Regions from separate parts of the Rattus norvegicus genome. Here region 2 is linked to region 1. A link is a contact called in public Hi-C data. All regions are on one chromosome and are shown on one strand. The core of a region is the stretch at or near the end of the contact, and the rest is flanking DNA. Distances in the headings are between cores, read along the strand shown.

Region 1 (3,689 bases), core at 803-3,302:
TTCAATTGAATTATTGATGAAGGTAAAAGCCTACAAAAACATAATCTCTACCCAGACTCTACACGCCATCATCAGCGATGTTTTCTCCAAGTTAGTGAGGACAAAGAAACTGACTGTGCTCATACCTCGGGCACCTGTACTGGGAACGAAGAAGTAAAGAAGAGATGGGTCTTGGAAGTCAGGGAAGCTTGAATGTGCTCTGGGTGTTATTATGTAGCAGGCCATCTTATTGAATTCAAAGGTAGCCAGGCACCTTTAAATCCCAGGAGGCAGAGACCAGGGAGTCTCTGAGAGTTCAAGGCCAGCCTGATCTGCATAGCAAGTTGCAGAGGGAGTGGGGCCACATAGGGAGATGCTTTCTCAAAATAACAACAGCAACAACACCACCACCACAAAGGTAAATCTAGTGGTAATGAAGTGGATTCATTAAGGGACCCATCTGTCACTAGGTTACAGTCCTTGTGACCTGATTACCTCGGAGCAGACACTCCCAGAGGTGTGCTTTACTGATTTCCTGAGTGCTTCTTAGTCTAATAAAACTGACGGTCAAGAGTAACCACAACAGGAGTGACACAGAGAGATGCAAAGGGGACTTACCTATGGGGGGGATGGTCCTGGATGCTGACGGATACGTAGAGTTGAGTTGGTCAAGGCACAAAGAGACTAAGATTGTGATGGGGATGGAGCTGGAGGCTCTGGGACAAGGGCAGTGATGAAGTTGGCAGAGGTGTCCAAGAAGAAAGAAGGGTTCAACGATGCATGCAGTCATGTGTTGGATAGAGGTTTCCTAAGAGGAGTGCATGGGGTACTGTGAACATGAGAGGTCTCCATAACAGGCCCATTTTAGAGTTAACTTCCTCGGAGCCCAGATGTGGACGTGAGCTCTTGTTGCAACCATGTCCCCTCCCTCTGGCTCAGGACCTGACTGAGGTACTGTACCCACTCTCAGATTTCCCATCGGCTGTGCCCTGCAAATCCCAGGCTCCCACTTGGATGACATCAGCATAGCTCCCAGGTCCTCCACAGACCAGAGCTCCTTTCAGAATCATACGGCTGCAGTCTAAAGAAAAGAAAACTGAGGCTGAGAGTGAAAAGAAGCTCGACCAGGCTCTCTCCAGTACGTGTGTGTGTGTGTGTGTGTGTGTGTGTGTGTGTGTGTGTGTGTGTGTGTGTGTGTGTCTGGCTTAGGTCTGTTATCACATCTAACGTGACAAGGTTCAGATGAAGGAGTGATCAGTTCTCACTTCTGCCTTACATTCCCTTGGTGGGCTTGGTTTGAGAAATGAGGTCACCCAGCTTGGGGTCAAAGGGAAAGTGGCTACCTTAGAGCCTGCAGAACTCAGACAGTACTAAATGGTGACCTTTAAGGGGTGAGCAAATATGGCCATGTCTAACCCCAGAGGGGATAGCATGACTGGTCATTTGGGCTTCTGCAGTGCAGAACTCACTAACATAAGTCATTAAAGAGCCCAGCTTGTACCACAGGGACATGTAAGCCCCTCCATGACCTTGTCCCCCCAAGTGCCCAGCAGAAGTCCAGAGGGGACAGACCAGCCTGTTTTAGCTGGGGAATAGTGTTGCTCACAGTAGCTTGGTCTTCTGACAGCAATTAACTTCATTAAGACAAGCCCCTACAGACGTATTCACAGGCCAACCCCATGCAGACATTCCCTCATGGAGACTCTTCCTGGGCAATCCTAGGTTGTGCCAAGTTGACAGTTGAAGCTCGTCATCTCGAGTATGCTGGGTATTGCTGAGGAAAACTGTAACCGCCCTTGTGGACATTAGCAAAGGTTTCTGAACGCCATTCCTTTGGCCTATTCATAAATGCTAGGCCAGACTTGAGAAGAGTCAGCCATGAAACCTGACACTAAAAGAGCCTTTGCTTCCCTCATGTGGAACGTCTGTTGATAATGGACGCTTCTGGAGGTTGAGTCCCATTCAGGGGAAATGGAGAGCCAATGAGTGAGAGGGTGGAGCAGGCAGCCAGTGTTGGGCTGGGTGGGAAGGTAGATGATTGCCCCCCTTCCCCAACTTGGTTTCTATAATGAGGAAGTTCTCTGCAGCTCAGTTTCCTCTCCCTCGCTGAGCGCCTGAAACAGGAAGTCAGTCAGTTAAGCTGGTAGTAGCAGCAGAGGCAGCTTCTGAGAGGCCACAGGCGGCAGGTCTCAGCCTAGGGCCCTTAACTGCTTTGCTGGAGTGTCCGTCCTGGGAGTGGCTGCTGACCCAGCCCAGGAGACCCATGCCTGCCATGGTCCCTGGGTGGAACCATGGCAACATCACCCGATCCAAGGCAGAGGAGCTACTTTCCAGAGCTGGCAAGGACGGGAGCTTCCTTGTGCGTGCCAGCGAGTCCATCCCCCGGGCCTACGCGCTCTGCGTGCTGTGAGTACCCTCATTTCCTCCCAACTGTCAGATCCAGGGACCCTCGAGGGGTGGATCCAAAAGGGAACCCCTATAATGGGGGTTTGAGTTAGTTTTATGTCACAGGATGGTGGGACCTGACTGGTACTCTGTTATCCTGTCGGGAGGGTGGAGGTAGGGGTGGCATCTGAGGCCCACTTTGGACCTTGGCGTTGGAGTTCAGGGACCCTGTGTCATGACAGGCTTGTGTGGTGCTAGGACTCTCTGAATGACTCCGGGCCTCCACCACACTATAGCCCTCCATGACCTGTGGTGCCAGGGGCCTCCCTGAGCTCCAGTAGCAGGAGCAGTGATCCTCACTTTGAGCCAGGAAAAAACTCGGGCCTCTCTGGTGGAGGGCGCATTGGAAAGCATCTTGGTCAGCTCAAACGTCGGTTGGGGGACTCAGTGAAAGGCAACACTGACAAAAGGGATTCCCTTCCTCCACCCTGCTCTGGTCTTGGAGCTAATTCTATTTGGGGGAGCTGAATCTGGGGTGCATTTAATCAGGAAAGGACTCCTCATGCAGGCGTTTTATTCTAGGCTGCAAGGACACAGGAAGCCACAGAGCTGCTCTGTGAGTAGGTCTCTGTCCCTCCCCTTGCACTCAGCTATGTCCCTATCTGAGTCTCTCCCTCCATGGGTTCCCCCCACAGCCCAGCGTGAAGATGTTGCTGAATGTGCTGGTTATCCTAACAACAGAGGAAACAGCCACTCGCTGAAGGTTCCTTTTTAACACTCCATTCGTCTAGAGTCTGAGGAAGGTTGTCGCCCCTCTAGCCCTGTGGTCTGACCCTGTCCCGGCTTCAGGCTGGAGCAGGGCAGGAACACAGTCAGGAAGGGTGTGTCTACTTGAACAGCACAGGTAGCATCTGATAGATTGTCCCTGGACTGAGAAAGATCTTTCAGAGCAGCTAGGGCCCCCGTATCTTCATGCAGGAGGGAAGTGGGTGACTGACCACAGACTGCTCTGCGCTCTGACTCATGTTGGGACCTGCTGTGCTAGGCATTTGCTGGCTGGTTTCATCTTCAAGAGAGCCAGGAGTGTGGGTTCTATGAACACCTAGACCAGCAGATAAGGACCATGAGGCTCAGACAGGTTATGCAGAGGATAAGGTCGTTTGCGCCCAGAGACCACCAGCTTGTGCTGCCTACCTCCTACCACCATCAAGCTGGGCATGCCAGTGGACTTGGGTGGAAACAGACGAGCTAGGGTGTTTACAGAGTTGGGGGTGGGGGGCAGAAGCCCTAGAAGCCAGTACAGGTTCACGGCTGGCTGAGCATCT
Region 2 (3,689 bases), core at 752-3,251, 33 kb after region 1:
GAGGCACATTGGTAGCAGTAATATTTTTATAGCCTTTTTCTTACTCCTGCTCCAGAAGGAAGCTATCAACCAAGACCAGACAGCAAAGGGGAACAGGAAGTGGGTAAAAAACGATGAGGGTCAGCAAAGGTCCTGTGTGCAGGTTCCGCCCAGCCCTCTGTGGACTTCTTCTTAGGTAAGCTGAATGCTAGGTCAGTGGTCAGCACCAGACACCAGGAACTCTCAGGGAATAACCTATGCATCCTATAAAGTGTTCCTTAAAGGAGAAAGCAATCTGCCTCCTAGGACCATTCCTGCCCACGGCTGGTTCTTCCTCTCACAAGATGCAAAGCCTTTAGCTGTTTAGAGAACAAGCAACTTCCCTTTGATATTCCCTCAGGTGAAACTCTGAGTTCTGGCCACCATTGTCTACGTCCTCTCCTAACTCAGAATGTACTTACTCTGCCTTTCTCAAAGGTCCTTTGGAATCCCGTGCTGTGGAGTGCACTTCCTCTCCCATTCAGCTCTCTCCTAGGAGCTTGGCTTGACCAATGGGAGCGTCCAGAAGGCCATGCCATGCCCTTTATTAATGCCACATTTACTGTCAAACTCCCATCTTCCTTGTGCATTCGTTTTCCTTCCTCCACTCAGAACGCCACCTTGGTTTTCTCATAAACTTCATTCACACGGTCACATCTAGCATACTACTTCAGATCACCCAGGGTCTGCCTTGTGCTTCTGTCACCTAGAAGGGTGGAGATGAGTCCTAGCTGGCTGGTAACCCTGTCTCAGTAAGCCCACTTCAGATCTGAACAGCTGATGGAATGGAGACCCCAGTCCATGCTGGCTTGAATGGGATCTCACTGAGCCAGGTCTTTTTCTGTGTGGTCCTCAACAACTCATGAATGAATCTCACAAGATGCTTTGCCCAAATCTACATATGTGAGCTCGATATCACAAGTGGTAATCAAGGCTTAGCTGTTGGTTATCTGACCGGTGTTTTTCTTTAATTATGGGCCAATGAAAACAGTTCTTAAAGTTAAGAGACTTTTCCACATAATTGCTTGAACTTCTTAGCGTCTTTGGGGGAAAAAATGAGGTTCTGATGAGCTTGAACTTCTGTGACCCTGTGACGATATATGCTGGAGGTGACTGGGCTCTCCTCCCCTTCAATGTCATCATTTCCTCCTTGTCTAACATCTCACCCCGAGACTGTTCTGCCTTAGATACAGAAAAAGATCTTCTTGTTGTGGAAGGGGGAGGGACTTGTGAGGTCCCATCACCCCCTAAGATGGGTAGTTAACAATACTGTGGGAGGCAGAGTCAGTCTCTTCAGTGGTGTGGCTACGGGTAAGGTCTCTCATCAGCTCAAACTACACACACACACACACACAGAGAGAGAGAGAGAGAGAGAGAGAGAGAGAGAGAGAGAGAGAGAGAGAGAGAGAGAAGTGAGGGGGCAACAGAGGGTAATAGGTGGTAAAGGGAATAAAATGTGTGTGTGTGTGTAAACCTCACAACCTTATTATTCTGTATAATTAATGTAAAGATTTAATAAAGAGCTTAATCCTAGAAGCAAGCAAACATACATGGGCCTTCTACTTCCAAATAAAATACAAAAAACTAGATCTCACTGACTGAATTGGTTCCCAGTGCACACCCTAGACCGAGACACACTTTGCATTTTCTCATAGACCCTGCTTTGGCAGACTGACCTGAAACCTTACCCAAGACTCACATAAACCCACTGAACCATGAACTGCAGAGTAAGCCTTCTCACCCGTTGTGAAAGTCACAACTTCCCAATCTGCCCTTCCCCTTAGACCTCCCCTCCCCCAAGGTTCAGTTCTCTTGCTTAAAGGTCTCTTCCTTCCCTGGGATGAAGTTTGGGTGTCAAGGCAGCAGGTGTAACTGCAGCTGCTTGCTGGCCTTGGCCTCTGGCCCCAAGTTGGACTGTGCCTTGCTCAGTTCCTCCTGGTAGCAGGAGGTGTCAGAGTTAACTTTCAGTTCCTCTGAGGGCTGGTGTTTATCAGTCTACCTAACTGAGCTTCTGGCCCCTAGAGGTCTGGGGCGTGCCGTGCAGAGGAGCTGAAGGGCCCATGCTATCACCGACGACTTGCCAAGCAGAGAACACTTTGTTCTTGTCCCTTTCCGGCATCCCTCAGCCTCAGACAATCCCACCACCCACCAAGGCAGGCTTGAAGCTTCCTGTTTTGGTTTGGGCCTTTGCCATCTTTTAGTGGGAAAATCTTTGTCCTTTATGAATACTCCTTTCCCTCTGCATTGCCCCAGCAGTCATTAACCTTGCTGTAACCACTGTGCTTTCTTCTGAATCTATGGGGCCGTGCAGAAGGAAAGGCAGGTATATACAGGAGGCCCAGTCTGTAGGAATTGGAGAGATGATGATGTCACTCCCTATGACATATGAGGTGACAGACATTTGTCAGCTGTTCTCCTATAAGTAAAATAATGCCCCAATCATCTGCCAATGTCTGTGGTGTCAATATTCCCAATAAGGGGCCCACCAGAAGGGCTGCTTGGGGTTGAAGTCAGTGGGAACCATGGGTAATAACCCTGTACAGTGTGGTATGAGCTCAAATTGGAAGAGCTGGCTCTGGACGGACTTTGAACGTCTTGATCAGAGCCTCGTTTTCCTGGTTGGGGTTTCGGTTGCTGTGATGACACGCCGTTACTAAAAGCAAGTTGGGGAGGAAAGGGTTTATTTGGTTTACACCTCCACATCACAGTTCATCATTGGAGGAAGTCACAACTGGAACTCACACAAGGCAGGAATCTGGAGGCAGGAGCCGATGCAGGCCATGGAGATGCTGCTTACTGACCTGCTCCTCATGGCTTGGTCAGCCTGCTTTCTTATAGAACTCAGGACCACCAGCCCAGGGATGACCCCACAATGGGACGGGCTCTCCACCACCACCACCACCCCCCCGCCCCATCAATCACTAATTGAGAAAATGCCTTACAGGATTGCTTACAACTTGATTTTATGGAGGCATGTTGTAGAAAACATTTCATCTCAATCTGGGTGTCTACCCTGCCTTTGATCATTTTGTCTCCCAGATAAAAGACCCACAACTTTTATATTTATAATAAGCTTTCAATGCATTAGAGCTGGGCAGATAGCTACCCTCTAAACTATTTGGATCTACTTCCCTATCAATAACCCCGAGTGGTTACTTGCTATCTTCCATCCAGGCTGCTCTTAACTCCAATTGACCAGCCCTTGTGGCCATGTCTTCATAACTCATCTACCCCTTGGCGTCTTCTCCAGTCTACATCTTCTCTTTCTCCTCATGATTCTCCTGCAACCCCAAGCCCAAGAACCCTCAAACCCCCCTTATCTCAATTCTGTCCACGTTTAGGCTGTGGTCATCTTTATTTTCCAATAAAGGATAACTTAGGGGCAAGGTTACTTAGGTCTAGTTGCAGATGCTTTTGTCCCTGAGGGCAACCAGGCCTTGGGGACAAGTATTTAGCATTGCAATGCATAGCAAAAGACCAAACCTCAAGAGAGGCATTTTCTCAATTGAAGTTCCCTCCTCTCAGATGACTTTAATCTTGTGCCAAACTAACATAAAAATGGCCAGCACACTCCTGTAGCTCTGTGGGGATCAGGCAAATTCAGTCACTTCCACCTGACCCTGAGGTCTTTTCAGGCCTCAAAGCCTTACTCATAGTTGTTATAACTCTCT

Evidence for each region. A called contact is a pair of places that touch in the nucleus more often than the background predicts.
Region 2: a Hi-C map of liver shows a contact between it and region 1, with 2.0 times the contacts expected there. The contact joins the enhancer-like site here to the promoter of Inpp5d in region 1. A contact is called at or near these places in 2 of 12 Hi-C or Micro-C datasets (frontal cortex and liver).

Annotation. Positions count from the first base shown.
Region 1 is chr9:95,733,481-95,737,169 of GRCr8, forward strand. It overlaps Inpp5d (inositol polyphosphate-5-phosphatase D), which reads left to right and starts at 2,053. Exons shown (of 27, transcript NM_019311.2): 1 at 2,053-2,385. The coding sequence starts at 2,243. It overlaps LOC120094737 (a long non-coding RNA gene), which reads right to left and starts at 1,922. Exons shown (of 3, transcript XR_005489290.2): 1 at 1,586-1,922; 2 at 598-787.
Region 2 is chr9:95,766,865-95,770,553 of GRCr8, forward strand. The region is part of intron 2 of Inpp5d (inositol polyphosphate-5-phosphatase D); the gene reads left to right. Among named protein-coding and RNA genes, the nearest start is that of Inpp5d, 33 kb to the left of the region's middle. Within about 2 kb of position 2,002, at least 17 of the 93 cell types and tissues checked have an H3K27ac peak or open chromatin away from gene starts, as enhancers often do. A contact at or near this core is called in liver, where this site is marked.